Linked DNA regions of Mus musculus: region 1 is linked to region 2. Evidence: chromatin contacts called from public Hi-C data. All regions are on one chromosome and are shown on one strand. The core of a region is the stretch at or near the end of the contact, and the rest is flanking DNA. Distances in the headings are between cores, read along the strand shown.

What was found. Hi-C and Micro-C count contacts between places; a contact is called where the count stands out from the background.
Region 1: a contact with region 2 is called in a Hi-C map of the G1E-ER4 cell line, with 2.3 times the contacts expected there. The contact joins two enhancer-like sites. A contact is called at or near these places in 2 of 484 Hi-C or Micro-C datasets (the G1E-ER4 cell line and cumulus cells) and 2 of 115 datasets of contacts at active chromatin or transcription factors (memory CD8 T cells and pancreatic cancer cells).

Annotation. Positions count from the first base shown.
Region 1 is chr9:121,017,835-121,020,534 of GRCm38.p6, reverse strand. All of the region lies in intron 35 of Ulk4 (unc-51-like kinase 4), which reads left to right. Among named protein-coding and RNA genes, the nearest start is that of Gm34945, 42 kb to the right of the region's middle. Within about 2 kb of position 1,449, at least 18 of the 459 cell types and tissues checked have an H3K27ac peak or open chromatin away from gene starts, as enhancers often do. A contact at or near this core is called in the G1E-ER4 cell line and memory CD8 T cells, where this site is marked.
Region 2 is chr9:120,769,033-120,771,732 of GRCm38.p6, reverse strand. No RefSeq gene overlaps it. Among named protein-coding and RNA genes, the nearest start is that of Gm39459, 64 kb to the left of the region's middle. Within about 2 kb of position 1,357, at least 64 of the 459 cell types and tissues checked have an H3K27ac peak or open chromatin away from gene starts, as enhancers often do. A contact at or near this core is called in the G1E-ER4 cell line and memory CD8 T cells, where this site is marked.

The sequences.
Region 1 (2,700 bases), core at 200-2,699, 250 kb before region 2:
ATCTTACCAAGGTCAAAATGATAAGCAATTTAAATTACGTGTAAGGGGAGAAAGTACGGGAAAGTTAAATGAGATCCAGGTGTTTATCTGCAAGAAGCCGCTGGATCGCCGTAGGGCTAGAGGAGGGTTTGCGGAGGGCGTCTGTTCCCTAGTCTTCTGCTCTGATTTTCATGACATCTTCGGCTTGCCGTTTCATTTCCACATACCCAGTAACGAGATAAACAAAGCGTGGACTACGGGACAATGCTAGTTAAACATTTATACAATCTATCCTGTCATTCCCAGAAACTATTAAAATGTAATGTTCTTATACAAAATCATTCATTATACATTTATAAGTAGCCTGACGAGCGGGGAGGTGCCGTCCTGTGGCCTGTGGCTGACTGCTATGGATTCGGGTGGCAGCTGCTCTCTGAGTCCTAGTTCTTCGGTGATTAGATGCCATGGTGCCCTGGGACACGCTGCATTTCGTTTGCATGAAGCACGAGGCTGATTATGCGTTTGGGTTTGAGACCTTCTGAAATGATCCCACACACAACCGTCTTGACAGCTCTCCTACAGAAGGAAGGTGACTGTGAAGACCTCTCTACCTTAAAGTCTCTATTAAGAAAGTATCCAGAGAGGGGATACAAGGAAGGAAGTCACTCAGTTTCCAGGAGTGTGTGTCCCTCCATGGCTCCAGTCTACAGCACACACTGTACAAGGAAGTGGGGTGGGGGAAGACAAGGAAGTGGGGTGGGGGAAGACAAGGAATTGGGGTGGGGGAAACAAGGAAGTGGGGTGGGGGAAGACAAAGAAGTGGGGTAGGGGAAGACAAGGAAGTCAGGTCGGGGAAGGCAAGGAAGTGGGGGAAGGCGTGAAAGTGGGGTAGAAGACATGGAAGGAAGTAGGGGTGGGGATTGGGGTAGCTAGCCTTTGTAGTGTAAAAGGAACCTCGCAGGAGTGTGGCTATAATCTCTGTAGGACCGCCCAAACTTGACTGGTGTTTGAGGCTTTCTTTCTCTTCTGAACCCTAAGTCTTTTCTCATTTGAACAGTAAATACTACGGTCAGGCTGGTTCTCGGTGCCCTGGGATGTGGCATGGGAACTGTGTACATCCTTGGCAGGCAGCATAGAGATTCTGTAGCTATGGTGGCAGTTGAACTATTATGCCCAAGTCCCAGGGACCCCAAAGACCACCAGAAGAGCCAATTCTGATGCAAACACATAAGGGTCTTCATTAAGAACTCCTGAGCAAGGTCTCTCACCATCCCATTGCAGCAGGTCAGAAGTGAGAGCCCTGAGTCTAGGGGCACAGGGTTTTATTGTGGTTACAGCAAGCTGGGAGAATTTTCATATGAGTCAGCAAGTTAATATTTTGAAAACTGCATCTCTGGTGTAATCTGCAGGAACCCTACATGGGGGCAAACCCACCTGACACACAGGATGGCTAAGTTATCTATTCTCTGCAGGGTGTCTTAGGTTATCTCTGTGTACCTTGACCCTACTGTTGCAATGTTTGTTCAAGTGGGCTTTGTGGTTTTCTTCCTGAAATTGGAGTTTAGCCCCTGGTCTCACACAAAATGAAGTTTCTTTAAAAACAGCATTGGCTGGGCTTTCCAGTACCACTTTGCAGGGTGGGCAGTCAGTAGTTTCTGAGACCAGGTGGTTACCAGGAGGCAAATCAGAGGAAAGGGACAGCCATGGCCATTATCTCAGGCTGTGCCCCTTCTAGACATTTTCCCCCCTCATTCTTAGAAAGGCCAGTTACTCAGAAATCAAGCAAAACAAAGCCAGAAACAACAGGTGTGGACTGTGCCGCCCTTGTTGGTGACAGAGAAAGACAGCTCTGTTACTATCAGTCTGTGTGAAGAGCGGGGAGGTAAATTTGATGAATAGTGAGCTTGCATGAAACATGGGCATGAGTTGTGCTTGTGGAGAAATGGCTTTCACAGATAACATTTATCATAGTGTAGTGTTAAATGAAGTACATACCATGAGTATGGGAAATACACTAGGATATAGCCTGGTACATTTATGTCCATATCAATAATGGCAAAATGGACAACCTGATCTACATTTGACTCTTCAGAAAGGTTGTGTGGCTTTGGGAGTGCCGCTGTGGGGAAAGAAGAACATAAAGAAAAAGGATGCTGTTCCATCAAGAGATAGAGCCTGGTGCCTTGGGCCCTGAATTCTGTAGAGAGACTCCTCCAATGAGAAACCACGTGCAAGGAAATCGGAGTTCTGTGCAGGCTGGATGAGGTGCCAGTGGGTGGGAAAGGCTGGCGTGGCCTTTCCTAGAGCCCAGTTATAAAGGAGGTAAAGGTACCCTCCAGCTGACTTTATGCTATGGGAGTCAAAAGTAGTGACACTGGCTGCTTTACCCCAGGGCCACAAAGGGCAGGTGGTGGTAGGTAGACACATTTCATGCTGCCAAATACAGGCTAGAGGGAACATGAGTTCAAGCTGTCCCAAGTCAAAGGGACCCAGATAGAGGCTGTCAGGAGCCAACCTAGATAGTCAGGTCTCCTTAAGACTGTCCCCAGAGCAGGGTTAGGAGGCATGTGCCATCCAGCTGGTTCCCATGCCTGTCCTGAGCCATGACTGAGTGTGTGACTGGCCTGCAGGAATTGTACTGGATATGAATAAGGAGGAGTGCTGGATTTGTCTTTACTGTGAGAACTGTGTCGATGACTTTCCATTTGCAGTGGCCTTTAA
Region 2 (2,700 bases), core at 108-2,607:
CTCACCTAAGCAAATTATTTGAGACCTGTCTCAAGTTTTAAAGATACAAAAGGACTTGGTGCTTTCCCAGAAAGCAGGAGGGCTAAGTTCATCCCTGTTTGTGATGGTTTGAGGGAGAAGTGTCTTCCATGGGCTCAGGTGTTCGAACACTTGGTCCAATTGCTGGCGCTAGTTGAGGAGTTGCTGTACCCTTGCTGGAGCAAGTACATCCCTGGCGGGGGGGGGGGGGCGGGGGGGAGGCTTTGAGAATTCATAGCCTCATTCCACGTCCAGTCAACACTCTCCACTTTAGGCTTGCTTGCCCTTGAAAAGGTGATCTCTCTGCTTCCTGCAGCAGCCACCTGCCACCATGCCTTCTGGCTTTTACAGATTCTCATCCCCTCTGAAACCTTGAGCCCTAATAAATCCTCTCTCCCTTAAGTGGCCTTTGGCTACAGCTTTGTAACACAGAGATAGAAAGTAACTATGGCCCTGTCATGCAAAGAAAAGAAAGTGAGGAGAGGGTTGTTTGTTCTTTCTTTGAGAAGCCAAACTCACTAGGGAGAATTGAAGAGAGAACCTCAGAAATCACCCTAATAGGTGTGGCTTAGCAGTCTCCCCGCCCTGCATCTGTCTGTACTGAGCAAGTATGGGGCCCCAAAGATTAATGCTTTGTTTGTGCTCCTTGGTCCTCAAAGGGGTTTAGAGTGTCTGGATTCCACAAAAGTCCAAAGTTCAGCAAACTGCTGCTTAGCAATGACACACCTGTGGCCACCACCACCACCACCACCACCACACACACACACACACACACACACACACACACACACACAGAGAGAGAGAGAGAGAGAGAGAGAGAGAGAGAACAAGATGAATGTCATCAAGACACTGGCCTCCTGGGAGCCTCCTGGTCAGAAACACATGACCATCATGTGAGAAAATTCCCCATAGTAGAGAAAAACAATTGCTCACAAATCAAAACTGAAGGAGGGGTAGAGTGATTGTGGCTTCCCCAGGGGGAACAGGTACTGCCCCTCCCCACCAGCCACATCTTACTCTCCCTCCCCAGAACCCCTCCTCCCTACCAGCCACATCTTACTCTCCCTCCCCAGAACCCCTCCTCCCCACCAGCCACATCTTACTCTCCCTCCCCAGAACCCCTCCTCCCTACCAGCCACATCTTACTCTCCCTCCCTAGGACCACTTGAACTTACACGTAGTTCAGATGCTGTTTCCCCTCTGGCCCCTGAAAGCCACAGTCTGAAATGTTATAACCTCTAAACCTAGGGATTTGTGGCCATCCCTGAATGATCAGAGGGCTGACACATGGCTCCTGGACAGAGTACCCTTTACGATCTTGAACTGGAAGTGAGAAGCTGGTGTTTATTTAGCCTGGTTCTCTTGACACTCAGTTATTGGACCCAACTTAGTCTCTACCCTGGCCATCCTGTGCAAGCGGCTTGCACACTTTGTCCCTTCAAAGAGTGTGTTGGGGAAAACAGACCTTAGACAAATAAAGAAATATATACAAGCCGTTGCCTTCTAGAAGTCTCTGCCAAGGTACCAGTAGCAGAAAAACAAACATGGAAGTAGAAGGGCCAAGAAAGCTCCTGTAAGGTGGAGCCAAGAGACCAAATGCAAGGAAGGACAGCATTGAGCAGGACTGAAGCCACCTTGGCGAGGAGTGGGATCAAGGGGAGCTGGATGCTTTGGGAGTCAGAGGCGAGCTGGTTCACTGGAGAGGGGGCCTATGGACTGTGCTGCCCTGTCTGCTGCTTCCAATGAGCAGCCTGCTCACAAGCATTTGCAGAGACCCTTCGGGCAGAGCTGTATTTTGTGGAGGGTGTGGCGTAATGTTTGAGCCCTGCCCTTAGGGAATTCTCAAACCACAAATGAAAAGCACAGTGGACTTCAAGGGGACGTGCTGTTTTCAATCTCTGAAAGGGGGAGCTGCCACTAGGAGAGCCGACCAGGGTCTGCAGCTGTTAGGCATTAATGGGATCCGGGGGTCTAGCCCTGAACATTTTCCCCTCTCCCTCTCCTTTTCTCCACTCCTCCCCCTTTCCTCCTCCCTCCTCTCCCTCCCTTCCCCTCACTCTGCCTCCTTTCTCATCACTTTAAAACAGAGAAGAAACACACACACACACACCCTTAAAAACAATCTTGTTTACTCTCTGAGATTAAAGAGCTTGAACCGTCTTGGACATCGTGAGCAGATCTTTTAAATGCTTTGTGGATAAAACACCTCTAATTGCTAAAATGTGAGGCGTGGTCTCTGTGATTCTGCACGGAGCATGTGCTGTCTGGTTTTTCTTATTTATTCTCTCTGTTAGAGGTCAGATATTTACTTCTAAAACTACGGATTAAAACACATTCTCTAGGCCCACGCATGGCTTGGGCAGTGGTCTTAAACTTCCTTCCTGGAGCAGGCCAGGGCCCAACAGCATCTCTGTTGTGGCAGGCTGTACAGGAGATCTGGTGATTCCCAACTGGCCCTGGGTTGCAGGGCAAGATGAGCAAGTCTCAGGAACACAAACAGCAGAAGGGGAGAGCGGGAGGCCTCAGCTGTGCCTCTCTCTTCCTTTCACTGATCTTCTGCGTGTGCGCGTGTGCACACGGGTGTTATGTGTATGTAGGTGCTTGAGCACCTCTGTGCGGGAGCACATGCTTGTGTCTGCATGTGCATAAGGAAGCCAGATGTCAACATTCCAGGTCATTCTC